Linked DNA regions of Hordeum vulgare: region 1 is linked to region 2. Evidence: chromatin contacts called from public Hi-C data. All regions are on one chromosome and are shown on one strand. The core of a region is the stretch at or near the end of the contact, and the rest is flanking DNA. Distances in the headings are between cores, read along the strand shown. Region 1 holds the start of LOC123453111 (mitochondrial import inner membrane translocase subunit TIM10). Region 2 holds the start of LOC123399281.

Region 1 (7,107 bases), core at 2,626-5,125, 200 kb before region 2:
CAGCCTTCCGCTCACGCCTTTCCGCCCGCTCCACGGCTCGCACCGTCCTCTGCCGCGCCAAGAACTCATGCTCCTCGAGGACATCCTGCGGGAAGCACTGACACCACACCTTCATGGCCTGCTCGTCCGTCGCGGTGATGAGGAGGTGGCGGTCCCGCCTCGCCTGGATGCAGCGGTCCTCCGCAATGATTACCCGCAGGGGTGGCGTGAGGGTCTGCACCTCCTCACATGTCCAGACGGACAGAAAGTTCATCTGCGAGCGCGGCCTAGAGAGACGCCACGCCGCTGCGTCGTACGCGCGGGCGGCCACCTCGGTGGTGTCAAAAGTGTCAAGTTCGAGGCGAATGTCCCGAAAGCATATCTCCGCGTAGAACACGGCGGAGGGGCATGCGTAGACGCTATGGAAGCCGGAGCTGCTTCGTGGGCGTCGTGGCATCGTGGCGGCGAGGAAGGGAAAGGCGGGGACGAGGGAGAAGGGCGCCGGCGACAAAGAAGAACAGCGCGGCGAGCGATGGTGGTGCAGCGGAGGCGAGAAAGAAGACGACACAGGTGGCGGTTTGTCGGCGCTCGCGCACGGTTTATATAGGGCGCATTGTATATCGCATGCAAAAACTACAGCACACGCTGCGGGATTTTTTGCGTGCGCACCGTTTTATTTAACACGCGTATTTTTCCCGCACCTGCTGGGGCATGTCAAACACCCACGCGCGCGGAAAGCGTGATTTCTCCCGCACGCGCCATATTAACCGCGCATGTTGGAGATGCTAGCCCATCAGCGATTGATTGCCCAATTTACGACGTTGTAGAATCGTTTCCCTTCGTGTTTTGGTCGCATAGACGCCTCGTCCCGAGTGCCCTCGTCGAATCTTCAGCTTGCAGTTACAGTCCAACCATACCGCGTCGGTCGGCGCTTCGGCTGACTTGTCGCCGTTGCGCGTGCAAGCGTCGCCGGCTGCTGGCAGTCCGACCATTCATCCATCAGCAGTACGACCAGGGGTCGAGGGTACGAGGCCGTTGCAGCCATCCCGCATCCGAAGCCAACGAGGGCACGAGGCCCGACCATACATCCATCCATCCATCAAAATTCAGAATGAGTAATCAACAGCACAATTCAACACGAGTAGTCCTTCCATCCATCTTTATTTAGTACGGAGTAATTAGTACGTACGTATTCACTATTCAACTATTTATCCATGTATGTTTGGGGTTTCAATCATTCGATGTATAAATTCCTAATTCTTTGTATCGTTTTTTTTATAATTTTAGGACATTTGCCTGTCATGTTGCCTAAAAAGAAGCAATTGTTGGGTGCTGAAAAAAAAAGAACAAAAGAAAGAATGTGATCTGAAAATTCAACCATTGAAGGGTTCTTTGAATAGGTACTTTACATATTCGAGCAATGTCGATACGAGTGAAGAGCAAGGGCAAGAAAGTAACCCCGAGCATGAAAATTCAAATGTTGAGGTCAATGATGGCACAAGTACAGAGGAGCCAATAAATTTTAAAATTAATGTTGTCAGTACAATCACCCAAGTCATCGGTTTCGCCTAGGGCCTCCCGAAATCATAGGGCCGGCCCTGCTCCCTTGGATGCTTTCCACGTGTGAAGGACGATTCTTTTTAACCTTGTGGTTTGGAGTGAACTATAGTGGATTGACCAGTGGATATTCCACGAATAGGCTAAACCAAACAAGTTTCTCGGCATTGTGAGGGAACAGTTCTACGTCTCGTTGGTACACGTGGATCAGAATGAAATCCTGACTGATACACACGGGTCATGCACAAACAAAACAAGGCCTTAAGGGACAGTTAACCCACCAACTACAACACCAGAGACTTAATCCCCTGATCAATAAAAAACCACCCAAATCACCCCCTAACCCCTACTTAAACTGATTGGAAGAGTTGTTTTGGCTGTGTGACGCTTGGGTCGAGCCCTCCGACCGGCCACGTCGGATTCGGTCGTCTTGGTGCGGGTGGACCGATTCAATCCAGGAGCCCCAAATAAAGCACTACCTAATCCAACAAAGAGGGCAAAGAAGCAAGCACCACCAGCAAGAGCATCTTCACAACGATCACCTCCGACAAGATCATCTTCACAACAACATTCTCACCAAGTTGTAGACATAACCAACGGGGGGAGGAGTCAGAACAAAACAACTTCAAGCTCACAGCCTGCTCGAGGAAATCATGCAAATTCAAGCTCAACTCGCATGCAAGTGCCAACTAGTAACACGGTGCAATGGCTCCTCACTACAGAAAGGAGAATGGACAGCTTGCTTGTCAATGTCATGCAGTGGCGAATCTAGCGTGATAGTAGACGGTAGGCTCAAATCATCAATTTACTACGCCTAATTAACAAATACATTGAAATTATTGCATGCAAAGCACCTTGATGTAATTGCCATATGACATATGCTATATTTAACTGAAATAGGATTTTGGAGGGTAGGCTTCAGCCTATTAAAGCCTCCCTACTACAATCGCCACTGATGTCATGTACTTGATGTGTAACATTATGTTGAAGTTTGTGCTTTTGTTTAGGTCCAACATCAAGTTACTTGTCATATCATGAGAATTTCCTGTGATGTTATGGAATTTGTTACTAGTTACCAATTTGCTATCGCCTATTTTGAAAATGTGCTCAATAGTTCTGAATTTTGCACACAAAATTCACATAGGTTGCTGCCATTTTCTAATTTCAAGTCGGCATAGTCCAGATTTTTTGTGCTGCAACCTATGGTAATCGCTGCCTATAGGGGATCGGATGAGCCAAGCCACGACAACTTGCGACCTTGTCTCGATGAAAAAGGACACATAGGAGGACGAGGAGGGGAGAATCCCTAGCAGGTGGAGGTACACACGAAAAGGCAGACCGACATGATCGATTTGGGGCTCCTGGGTTGAATCGGCTCATGTGGGTCAATTAGACTGCACCAAGCCAGCACAATCCTACGTGGCCGATCGGAGGGCTCGGCCCAAGCGCCATATACGCAAAACGGCTCTTCCAATCCGCTTAAGGCCTTGTTCGGTTGCAGAGGGTTCGAAGGGGATTAAGAGGGATTGTGAGGGATTAAGGGTTTGTTTGGTTCTCTCGCCTGATTGCGTCGCTAGGCAAAGCTAGCCTTGCCGATGGAGGCGAGCCAAATCGGCTCGCTCGCTCAAGCACAAAAAAGCTGGAAACCGTTGGTTACGAGGCTCGGTCGCCCAGCTACCAAATGCTTTTCTTCCTTGTTGGGCCAGGCTAAGCGAGCGCTTGCGTGAGAACCAAACAGACCCTAAATCCCCTCTTAGTCAAATTTCTCTCCAAACTCCTCCAAACCTCTTCAATCCACTTGGGTGAGGGATTAAATGAACAAACCCTAAGGCCTTGTTTGGTACTAGTGTATTTTAGGGAATTTATGGGGATTATCCCGGTCAAACCCCTCAATCCCCACACATCCCATAACTCCATTTGGTTCTAGTGTATTTGACATGTTTCATCCCCACATTTCCCCTCAAATCCCCAAATTATAGTGCATTTTTTTCAATACCCATTACACTACGCCTACCTAGTGTATTGGGGATAAATGGGGATTTGAAGGGACTGGGTGAAGGTTGGGGTTTCACCCAATCCCTTGGGGGATTATCACCATCAATCTCCTCAAAAACACTAGTACCAAACAAGGCCTAAGTGGGGGTTAGGGGGGTGATGTGGGTGGTTTTTGATTGATTTGGGTGATCTGTGCTTTTTTCAAAACAAATAGAGCCGCTTATCGCCCACCTGCCCAGAAAAGCTGGCCTTGGGCTGGAGAGAACATATACGGGCCCAGAGGCCCATTGGAGCTGGGCGAAGCCCATATAGGACGCGCAGGCCCTTCACTCCTCCTCCAAGAAAGAAGAAGGGCAAAACCCTAGAGTTTTTCTCGCCGCTGCTCCAGGGCTCCTCTTCGCGTCCGCGGCATCTCGACGACCCCCGCCGCCGCCGCCGCCGCCGCCGAGCTCGCGATATCTCCGGCCTCCTCCCGTCATCCTTCCCGGTAAGCACTGCCGTCTTTGCCCCCCGTATCTTCCATGCCTTCCTCGGACGATTCCCCTGCTTAGATCGGTGCGCTCTGTGATTCTGTCTGTGCAGGCTAAGGCGTCGCGACAATGGCTGCTGCCAAGGACGTGCAGAGAGAGCTGGAGAAGGAGATGGTACGCGCGCCCATCTTTGCTTCCGAATTTCACCCTCTTTGATTTCGGGAGTTTTGCGCCGAGGTTAATTGACTTCGGTTGCGCGATGCAGATGTTCGGGATGGCCGAGAAGGAGATGGAGTACCGGGTCGAGCTTTTCAACCGGTGAGTGGTGCACCTGTTACCCTGCTGTACTACCACTTGGGTGGGGATTGTGAGATCAGATCGCTGGTTGATGCAATGAGTAGAACCAACTCCGTAGTGGTTGTTGCTCATGTAGTTATACATTGAGGGATGCCATTGTCTGCTGAAAAGGAATTGCTTGCACTTGTCGTGGCATTGCTGACGATGAGTAGCCTAATTTAGCTTGACAGTTATAAGCCTGGTGTTTAGTGTGCTTACTGCTTCAGTTATTTCCTTGCAAACTAATTTTCCTTCAGTCATGCCAAATGATTGCCATGCTCTGCAATCGACGACTATGAGTACAACTGCATGATCGTTGAATTGCGCATTAGATTGATATCTTCCCTGAACCCGCAAATGATGTGTGTGTACTACTGTTACTCCACTCCTAATAGCATAATGTAGTATGGCAGTTATAAGCCTGGTATTTATGTGCCGGAAACTCCTTGATGAGCTGAGCATAAATGCATAATGACATCGTCCAACTCCCTAATAGAATGATCTTCCATGAACCTGCAAATTATGTGTTAAATGCTCGTTAATGTACTGCTATATACCACCTACTAGTCACATTGATCGGGAGAATAGTTAGCATCAGCTAAGTTAGTGATGTTGGCATGCTATTACTTGAAAGCACAAAGATGCCTTGTACTTTGCTAGTACTAGATACTCTCTTTGCTTCCTAATCTAAACTAGATTAATGATGACAAGTGAGTATTTCCTGTTTTGTTTGTGTGTTCCAAATACGCTTGCATAGGTATTGTCTTCTGAAATGTCTGCAATTATTGTAGGGATGATAGATATTTAGCAACCTCACCATGGTGTATCATCCAATCTGTACACTTTTTGCTTGGAGATAGTTAGATTGTGCCATATTATTTCGGAATCCTTTTTTATTGTACACATGTTGATGCCGTGAGCCAATTTTTTTATGCAGGCTTACACATGTTTGTTTTGAGAAGTGCATTGAGAAAAGGTACTTGGCCTTTCTAACTCAAAATCTCTTGCCATCTTTTCAACACATTATTACTTGGTTCTGGATTGCTTTGTTCATTTGCTGTTTATAGTTCTATAAAATGAGTAACAAAAACGTTGCAGTTATATTATTATTTTCATGTACTAAGATAATGCAAAATTTCATTATGGCTCAACTAAGGTGGTTAAAATAGTCGACTGGTGGTCCAACTTTCCACCAATCATCCCTTTTCGTTGTAACTCATTGGTTGACAACCACAAGAAAGATCTATCCTCTTTTCATGGCTTTTTCCTGTCATTTGTTCTGTTCCAACAGGCATAAAGAAGCTGAACTCAACATGGGAGAGAACAGTTGCATTGACCGGTGTGTTTCGAAGTACTGGCAGGCAAGTTCACTTATGATATATGTGGTTTTTATAGAAGATACTAATAATATCACACTGCCTTTTTCCTGCTTCGGGCAAGAAAACACCATTTCCTGTGCTTTAAATTATCTCTGAGAAGATGCATTTTTGCCATGGATAGTTTTGATGTGGAACTGCTAGCTACCTCACGGATGTAGATGAATTTGCAATTTCATATCCCTTCCTTTTCTTTCTTTGCCTCGAAATAATAGTGCTCAGTTGTTTAGATCTCTACATACACATTTCTTAAATTTGCTTGATACACCGCCAAACCCCTTATTATGGATACTTTCTTTTCAGGTGACTAACATTGTCGGCGGAATGCTCGGGACTCAGCAGACCCAGATGTGAGCGCTCTGATAAGCAGTAGCCGCATTTTCTGTAGCAGGACACCGTCTCCATGTTTCTCCTCCGTTTTTGTTTTGGAATGTTCGCCGTTTCGCTAAGTAAAGCATGAGTGACCAACTAATTCATATATACTGTTGAAAAGGGAACCCCCAGCTTGTCGCCCTTTCCAGTGGTGTACCGTGTCACTGAATCATGGGCAGAGGCGCATGCCTGTAATAATTTGGTACAGCTCGATAGATTTTACCGCCGAAGCTTCTCTTTTCATTGTTATGATTAGGCCCGAGTGGCTGTGTCTGAATGTCTGCTGGCATGAATTTCTTCTCTACCGTTGGCCCCATTTGCTAAGTCAACTTAAGGACCAATGCTATCATGTACTCCCTCTTGTAAACTAATACAAGATGTTTTAGATCCCTACTAGAGCGATCTAAAAGGTCTTATATTAGTTTACAGAGAGAGTATGTTCTTGGGAATGCTTGAGTAGCTTTTACTTCCTCTGTACCTAAATAATTATGGTTGAAAAAAATGTTTACAGAGGGTGTATGTTCTTGAGTAGCTAAAATTGGTTGGAAAAAATGTTGTTCCTTGAGAACGGTCATCTCTAATTTTGTATCTTAGAGCAAAGGCCATAACGATATAATTTTTGCAAGAAAGAAGCTGGAAGCCAACAATGACGGTATTAAAATATTGCTCAATTATATCATGTCCTCAACAAGAAAGACAAATGATGATAGTAGCACTTTGTGTGCAGATCTCAAATGGTCATGTTCTCGGTTAAAATATTTTGTGTATCTTCTAAAAAAATCAGATGGTTCAGAAATCTTGAGTGCACATGAGTGAGGCCCTGCTTGGATTGTCGTTAATACCTCAGTAAACTAAAAGCAATCCCATTACAAATACACACAGAAATAGTTACTCAAATCTATCCAAGATTACTTCAAAATGCTGAAGCATACTAGCTGATCCTCAACAATGAGAAGACCAGATTGTTCTTGCACAGGCTGTCATCTCCAACCTTACCACCAAAATATGGACAACACACTAGT
Region 2 (6,583 bases), core at 3,062-5,561:
GATGGAATCTCGTATACACGCAGGGGCGAAGCTATCATGCAACCATTGCTGTCAAACTAGTGGTTGCGGCGTCGCCCTGTGACGCCATTTGAGAGGAAGCTATGCACATGTTTCTATTTTTTTAAAAAATGCATGAGGTCCTCGCCTCGATCTAAAAAAATATCTCAGGAAAAAAATCTTACCTTCATCTAAAAAAGGTACAAAAAATACCAACCAGCCTACTAGCAAGCACCATTTTGCATAGCTCTCCGTTTAAAAAAACATGTAGGATCCTCACCTCCATCTAAAAACAACATTTAAAAAATCCTCACCTCCATCTAAAAAATATATTCCAAAAACTATCTCACCGCGACCAACTAGCTTGCGCCATGTGGCATAGCTGGTTGGCCGCCCTTCTCCTGCGTTTAATGGGTTAAATTCACCGTTGATATTAATTCATTCAATATACAATTAGCAAGCCACTCATACAAACACGCCATATGCATGTTGGAGTATTCACGCTAGGTCACGTACAAACAAGGTTTCATTTTATCATCTCATGACTCTTTGCACAATTAAATGTTGCTAGGCATGGCTTGTGCACAACCACTAAAGCAAGCCAGCAAGTGCAAGGTTTTTAAATTAGTATATTACTATATCTGCTAGCACATAAAATGTTAATGTTAGTAATTTATATAATCCTACTCACAGCTCAACGAGACTATTTTACAAATATCATTTTTGGTAAGCCATCAATTAAATTTTATGAGAAGTTCATCAATCATGGGATGATACTTAAAATTTATTCTTAATCGCCATAACTGGGGTTTAGAACCCATGGTTGGTTATTTTGTGTTAAAGTTTATGGTCAATTCCACCTTTTCTTTATGTTGTCCAAATATACAGGTGAGGGGAAGGGACCCAATTCTTCTGTCGGGGTCTAGAGTTATAGTTAGGGTTCATAGTTTCTTTGTCAACGCCGAGGTGACGGCTGCACTGGCACTATGAATTAGTAACCCATGTCCAAACAACATCTCGCAATGCCCTCTACAACAAGGTCAAGGGGCCAAAGGGAGATGTATTCTATCGCTACTCCTATGTGGCAGATCGGGTGTTTCGGGAGACAACCTATCGGATGCAAGGCTCCGGTTTGTTGCTTGGAAGTTTTGCCTTTCTTATTCAACAACATCGAGTGAAGACAATGGTTATGGGGCCAAAGGTACTCAGGTTTGTTCCCCACCCGACGTGCCATAATGATAAGTCCTCCACTATTCGTGGTGGTCCTTTATTCAGATATGGAAGTTTTGATGTGATGACGCATCGACAATCCGTTGATTTGCCTTCAACGACAACGTCGAAGAAATACGATGACATGCTTGTCATTCTTCAAGAATCTCCCCCCCCCCCCCCCCCCCCAAAAAAAGGAAATAAAAAAAGGTAAAACGAAAGAAACAAGTGCACAAAACACCAGGAGAATAATAATAAAAAAAGAACAAAAAAAACATTGAAACCAATAAAGAAACAAAGAACCAAGGAATAAAAGAAGGGAATTGAGTAAGGAAAAACCAATAAGAACAATGAAAGAAACAGAGAAAAACAAAAAACGAGAAGAAAAAAGGGGGAAAAGCAAGAACCTGTAGAAAACCGAATAGAAATGAAGAAAAAAAGAATAAAAAGTAAAGAAGAAAAAGAAAACAAACCAGTATTAAATCTAACGCCGTTTACTTCTAGTAGATCAAATCTTTTGCTAGCTTAATTTTTTTTCTTACTTTATGTGTATTCGCCCACGGGGCTGTAATAATGTAGCACTCTGGCTAGCTGCATATGGTGCGCGAACGGGCCGTTCATCCTCAACCTTTTGGTCGGATGGTGCGCCGAATTTTGTTCACGCGTTGATCATCGGCGATTTAGCTGGTCGTTCAGGTTGATGGAATAAATTTGGTATTCTGGCTCAAAAAATAATTGGATGGTGGCGCAGTGGCTAGAGAGATTTCATATTCGATCCCTCGAGCGTACACAATTTTCACTCTGTTTTTTCTGGAAAAAAATCACTTTAGTGGGCCGCTCCGATACTGTAGCGCTCGGCGCGAGACATAACTCTCATAACAAGGTGGTGACCCCTATCCAATAGTCGGGCCAACGCACAGGGGCGCGAACAACTGGGCCGGTCCATCTCCCTCTTCAGGCAGCTCTGGTTTCTGCTTCATTTTTTTGTCCTTTTTTCTGTTCCGTTTTTTCCTTTTTTTTATTTTTTCGTTTTCCTTCTTCTGTTTTTTTCTATGGTTATTTTGTAGCTAAGTTCACGTTTTAAATTTGTTCTTGAAATTCAGAATGTTTTTCTGATTTTATAAAAATGTTCTAAATTTCAAATATTTGCGGTTATTCAAAAACATTCATAGCTTCAAAAAATGTTCTGGATTTCAGAAAAATGTCTGACATTTTCAAAAATTGTTCATTTAGAAACAAATGTTATTGTTTCTCTTTTCATTTTTTCCTACACTTTTGTTCCTTTTTTCCTTTTTCTATTTTTCTGTTTGACATTTTATAATTTTTATTTTGAATTTCCAAAAATGTTCCCGTATTCACAGTTTATATTTAAATGTCCGTGCTTCAAAAAATGTTCCTGCTTCCAAAATGTGTTCATCTTTTGAAAAAATTTGGTGTTCCAAAAATTGTTCTCGTATTCAAAAAACTGCATGATTTTTCAAACAATGTTCCTTTTCTAATAAATTGTTCACATTTTTTTTAAAAATGTTCCTCTTTTACGAAAAATGCTTCTCTTTTTTTAAAATTTAAATTATGTTCTTTCAAATTTTGTTCGCCGATTCTAAAATTATTCACGATATTTAAATGTAAGAGAAGATTAAAAAATGTTTTTCATTTCATAAAAAATATTTGCCGTGTCAAAAAATGTATATAAGTTCAGAAAATGTTCCTGTTTTAAAAAGTGCACATAACTTCAAAAAATGTTCCGTTTCAAAAATTGTTCACAAATTCCAAAAAATGTTCTTTCTTACAAAAAAATTGCTTATAGACTAAGAAATTGTTTATCTTTTCCAAAAAAAAATTGTATTTAGAAAATTGTTCGCGATTCCAAATTCGTTCACGTTTTTTTAAATTGTTCTCGGTTTCAAAATTTGTTCTCAAAATTCAAAAAATGTTTGTGCTTTAAAAAATACTTCGCACTTTCAAATTTGTTTAGGCTTTTTCAAAATTGTTCTCCTTTTCAAAATTTTATTCTCAATATTCAAGAAATGTTCGTGTATTAAAAAATTATTCGCGCTTCCAAATTTTTTCACGTTTTTCTTAAATTGCTCTCGGTTTCAAAATTTGTTCCCAAAATGCAAAAAATGTTCGTGCTTTAAATTTGTTTTGCGATTTCAAAATTGTTCTCCTTTTCGATATTTTGTTCTCAAGATTCAAAAAATATCCATGCTTTAGAAAATTGTCCGCGCTTTCAAATTTGTTCATGTTTTTTTAAATTGTACTCAGCTTCAAGATTTGTTTTCAAAATTTCAAAAATGTTTATGCTTTAAAAAATTGTTCGAGCTTTCAAATTTGTTACGGGTTTTTTAAAATTGTTCTCCTTTTCAAATTTTGTTATCAAGATTGAAAAAATGTTCGTGCTTTAAAAAGTCATTCACGCTTCCAAATTTGTGAAGTTTTTTTGAAAATTGTTATCAATATTCAAAAAATGTTCGTGCTTTAAAAAATCATTCACGCTTCCAAATTTGTTAAGTTTTTTTGAAAATTTTTATCGGTTTCAAAAAATGTTCGTGCTTTAAAAAATCATTCACGCTTCCAAATTTGTTAAGTTTTTTTGAAAATTGTTATCGGTTGCAAAATTTGTTCTCAAAATTCAAAAAATGTTCGTGCTTAAAATTTTTGTTCGCGCTTTCAAATTTGTTCAGGGTGTATCAAAATTGTTCTCTTTGTCATAATTTTGTTCTCAATATTTAAAACATGTTCGTGCTTTAAAAAATTGTTCACACTTCCAAATTTGTTCATGATTTTTAGAAATTGTTTTTCAAATTCGAATGTTTTTTCCTCAAATAGAAAAAGAAAAGGAAAAAGGAAATAAAAAGAGAATAAACAGAGATAGAAAAAGTAACAGAAAAGAAAACAAAACTGGGCCGGCCCAGTCGGGGCGGACCGCTGTGCGGCGTAGGTCTGCCTGCCGCAGTGAGCGGCAGGTAGGCGGTCGCTCCCGGAGCTCCCATAGAACTTTACGAGTGTGAATTTTAAGCCGCTTCGTAGATGTTGGGCCAGGCCGCGCAAAAAGAAAATGCCTAGCATTGAATTACCCGGAAGCCCACAGCCCGAACTAGTCTAGTAGCCCAAGGCCGACCCGAGGTTTCTTTCTCCCCTCGTGGCACCCACGCAGACCGACGGAATCCGGCGACGAGGGTTTCTGCGCTCGAACAACCCCCGGCGGCGGAGATGGCGGTGATGGACACGGCGTTCAAGGCGCTGACGGCGGGGCTGGGCGTGGCCACGCTCTACCTTGCCGGCTCCTTCTCCTTCAACGTCTACCGCGGCCTCGCCTGGCACTCCGAGCAATCCGTAAGCGCCGACCCCCCCTCGTGTTCTCGACCCGTTCTGTATGAGAACTTGGTGTGGGATTCCCTCCCCGACCCGCGCCGCTGCTTCTTGTTCGTGCCGAATCCATGGCTCCGGGCCTGCGAAATCATAGCTGTTTTTGTTTTGCCTGTGTGCTGATTGAATGCCATGGTTGCTCTCTGACGGGAGATGCGGGGGCGGGTGGGTTGGCGCGTGAGAGGGCCTGTGATTAGTTGCCGCGTTGATGCCTAGGAGCCAGGGCTTGATCGGTACCATGCGTAGTTGGGGCAGGGTATGATCCATGGATCCCCATGTGTGTTCTTCCATGTTTACAGTGGGGAAAACCTGGCATTTCCTAGCCATGGCTCCATGTTGTTTTAGGGCTACCTGTGGTTGTTGGTGTTAACTGCAGTAGTGGGGGGTCACATATTCACAATGTTGGTTCAACAACAATATATTCTGCTCTCGAAAGAGGGATCTGTATGTTTTTAGGCCAAATGACATACACGCCTGCTTTTACTTCAGCAGCAAGCGGAAACTTCTTTTAGATACTCCTTTAATGTCATTTTGTTTTTTAGGTGAGATACCAGCATAAAGGGTGAGTAGGAAACGTGTTGGCTCTTGATATATCTTACCTGAAAAGAAACTGAAACCTATATTTGTGACACCATGTTGGTTTATATGTAAATCTGGTTTGGTTCAGTAAATCATTCATTATTTGGCTGACATGAAATGATTGCAGCAACCGCTGATGGTAAAATGCAGCTTCAGATATAGAGTAAATGTAGGCAATAGTTCTGGGCTTAACTTAGTCACCCTGTATGCATTTTGGTACATAGACAAAACTGACGCGGCAGCAACTTGTGTTTCTCAGAATTTCATTTTGCTTTCTGGTATTTACTGTATATTGTCATTGCACAACTTCTCCTGAAATGCATTCTAACTTCTTGTGGGTGTGTCACAGAAGCTAGAAAAGGAAAAGGAGAAGAGCGAAGATTGAGAAGGAAGGATGGCAAGTTAGTATCAGACAATACCAATCAAAAGGATCTGCAAGAAATCTCACCTTTTGATGATGAGTGGTCATTCGCGGTTATGCTTTCTGGGACTGATTTTCGGACAGTTCCTTTGATGTAATATAGATTCAGGGATTTGGATGACCATTCATCTCTATGCGCCCTCTATTTTCACACATTTATACTTTGTACCAAGCATAAGGAGCGCTGGGATTAAAAACAAAATACTGGTTTTCTGTATGTCTTTTTCCTCGAGCATTATACGCTCTTAGATTTGCTAAATTAAATTGAAGTACTGCATATGAAGTGTTTTTATGTTTCCTGTCCTCTTGTTTATGTGCCGTCCATCCGTTTCACTTGCATGTTAACTGCCAGAGCAATGTTCACAACTAACCAACCAGTTCTAAAAACTGCCTGTTTTTCATACTATATAGTTTTTCAAGGTAGCTGTTGAAGCACTAATCCCATGGATACAATCAACTCATGTGACACCATAAGCAGCTAAGGCCCTGTTTGGATAATCTAACAGGGCTAGAGGTTAGAGTTAGTTTCTAACTTTAGTCTAACCATGAACTAACTCTAGCCTTTGATGGTGTTTGGATGTAAAGGTTAGTTTGACAATAAATGCACCTTTTTCAATCATGTATCTCTTTTAACCAGAATTTGTTGTGGCCAGCTCTTGTGTGGCCTCCATCCGCTCACAAATGACATAACCTGGGTGGCCTGGGGCGGTCTGGACGGGACGGGACGGAGGTGGCCGGCGGTGGCGAGTGGATGCGGGAGGAGGACGTGGCGGCGTTGGTGGTGAGCGCGGTCGGGGCGGGGGCGAGCTGCGGCGGCCTGCAGGGGCGAGCGCGGCCGGCGGTGGCGAGTGGATGCGGGAGGAGGACGTGGCGGCGTTGGTGGTGAGCGGGGGCGGGGCGGGCTGCGGCGGCCTGCAGGAGGAGAGGGAGAGATGGGAGGAGATAAGATGCAGGAGGAGGGATTTGGTGTGGCTAATTTTTTTTTATGGATCCACCACAACTAGCTCC

The links. Hi-C and Micro-C count contacts between places; a contact is called where the count stands out from the background.
Region 1: a contact with region 2 is called in a Hi-C map of seedling, with 2.1 times the contacts expected there. The contact joins the promoter of LOC123453111 here to the promoter of LOC123399281 in region 2. A contact is called at or near these places in 2 of 6 Hi-C or Micro-C datasets (leaf and seedling).

The regions. Positions count from the first base shown.
Region 1 is chr5H:566,144,960-566,152,066 of MorexV3_pseudomolecules_assembly, reverse strand. It overlaps LOC123453111 (mitochondrial import inner membrane translocase subunit TIM10), which reads left to right and starts at 3,875. Exons shown (of 6, transcript XM_045129876.1): 1 at 3,875-4,018; 2 at 4,114-4,175; 3 at 4,267-4,319; 4 at 5,275-5,313; 5 at 5,629-5,698; 6 at 6,017-6,334. The coding sequence starts at 4,131. The coding sequence ends at 6,067.
Region 2 is chr5H:565,942,250-565,948,832 of MorexV3_pseudomolecules_assembly, reverse strand. It overlaps LOC123399281, which reads left to right and starts at 4,311. Exons shown (of 2, transcript XM_045093700.1): 1 at 4,311-4,542; 2 at 5,504-5,852. The coding sequence starts at 4,420. The coding sequence ends at 5,539.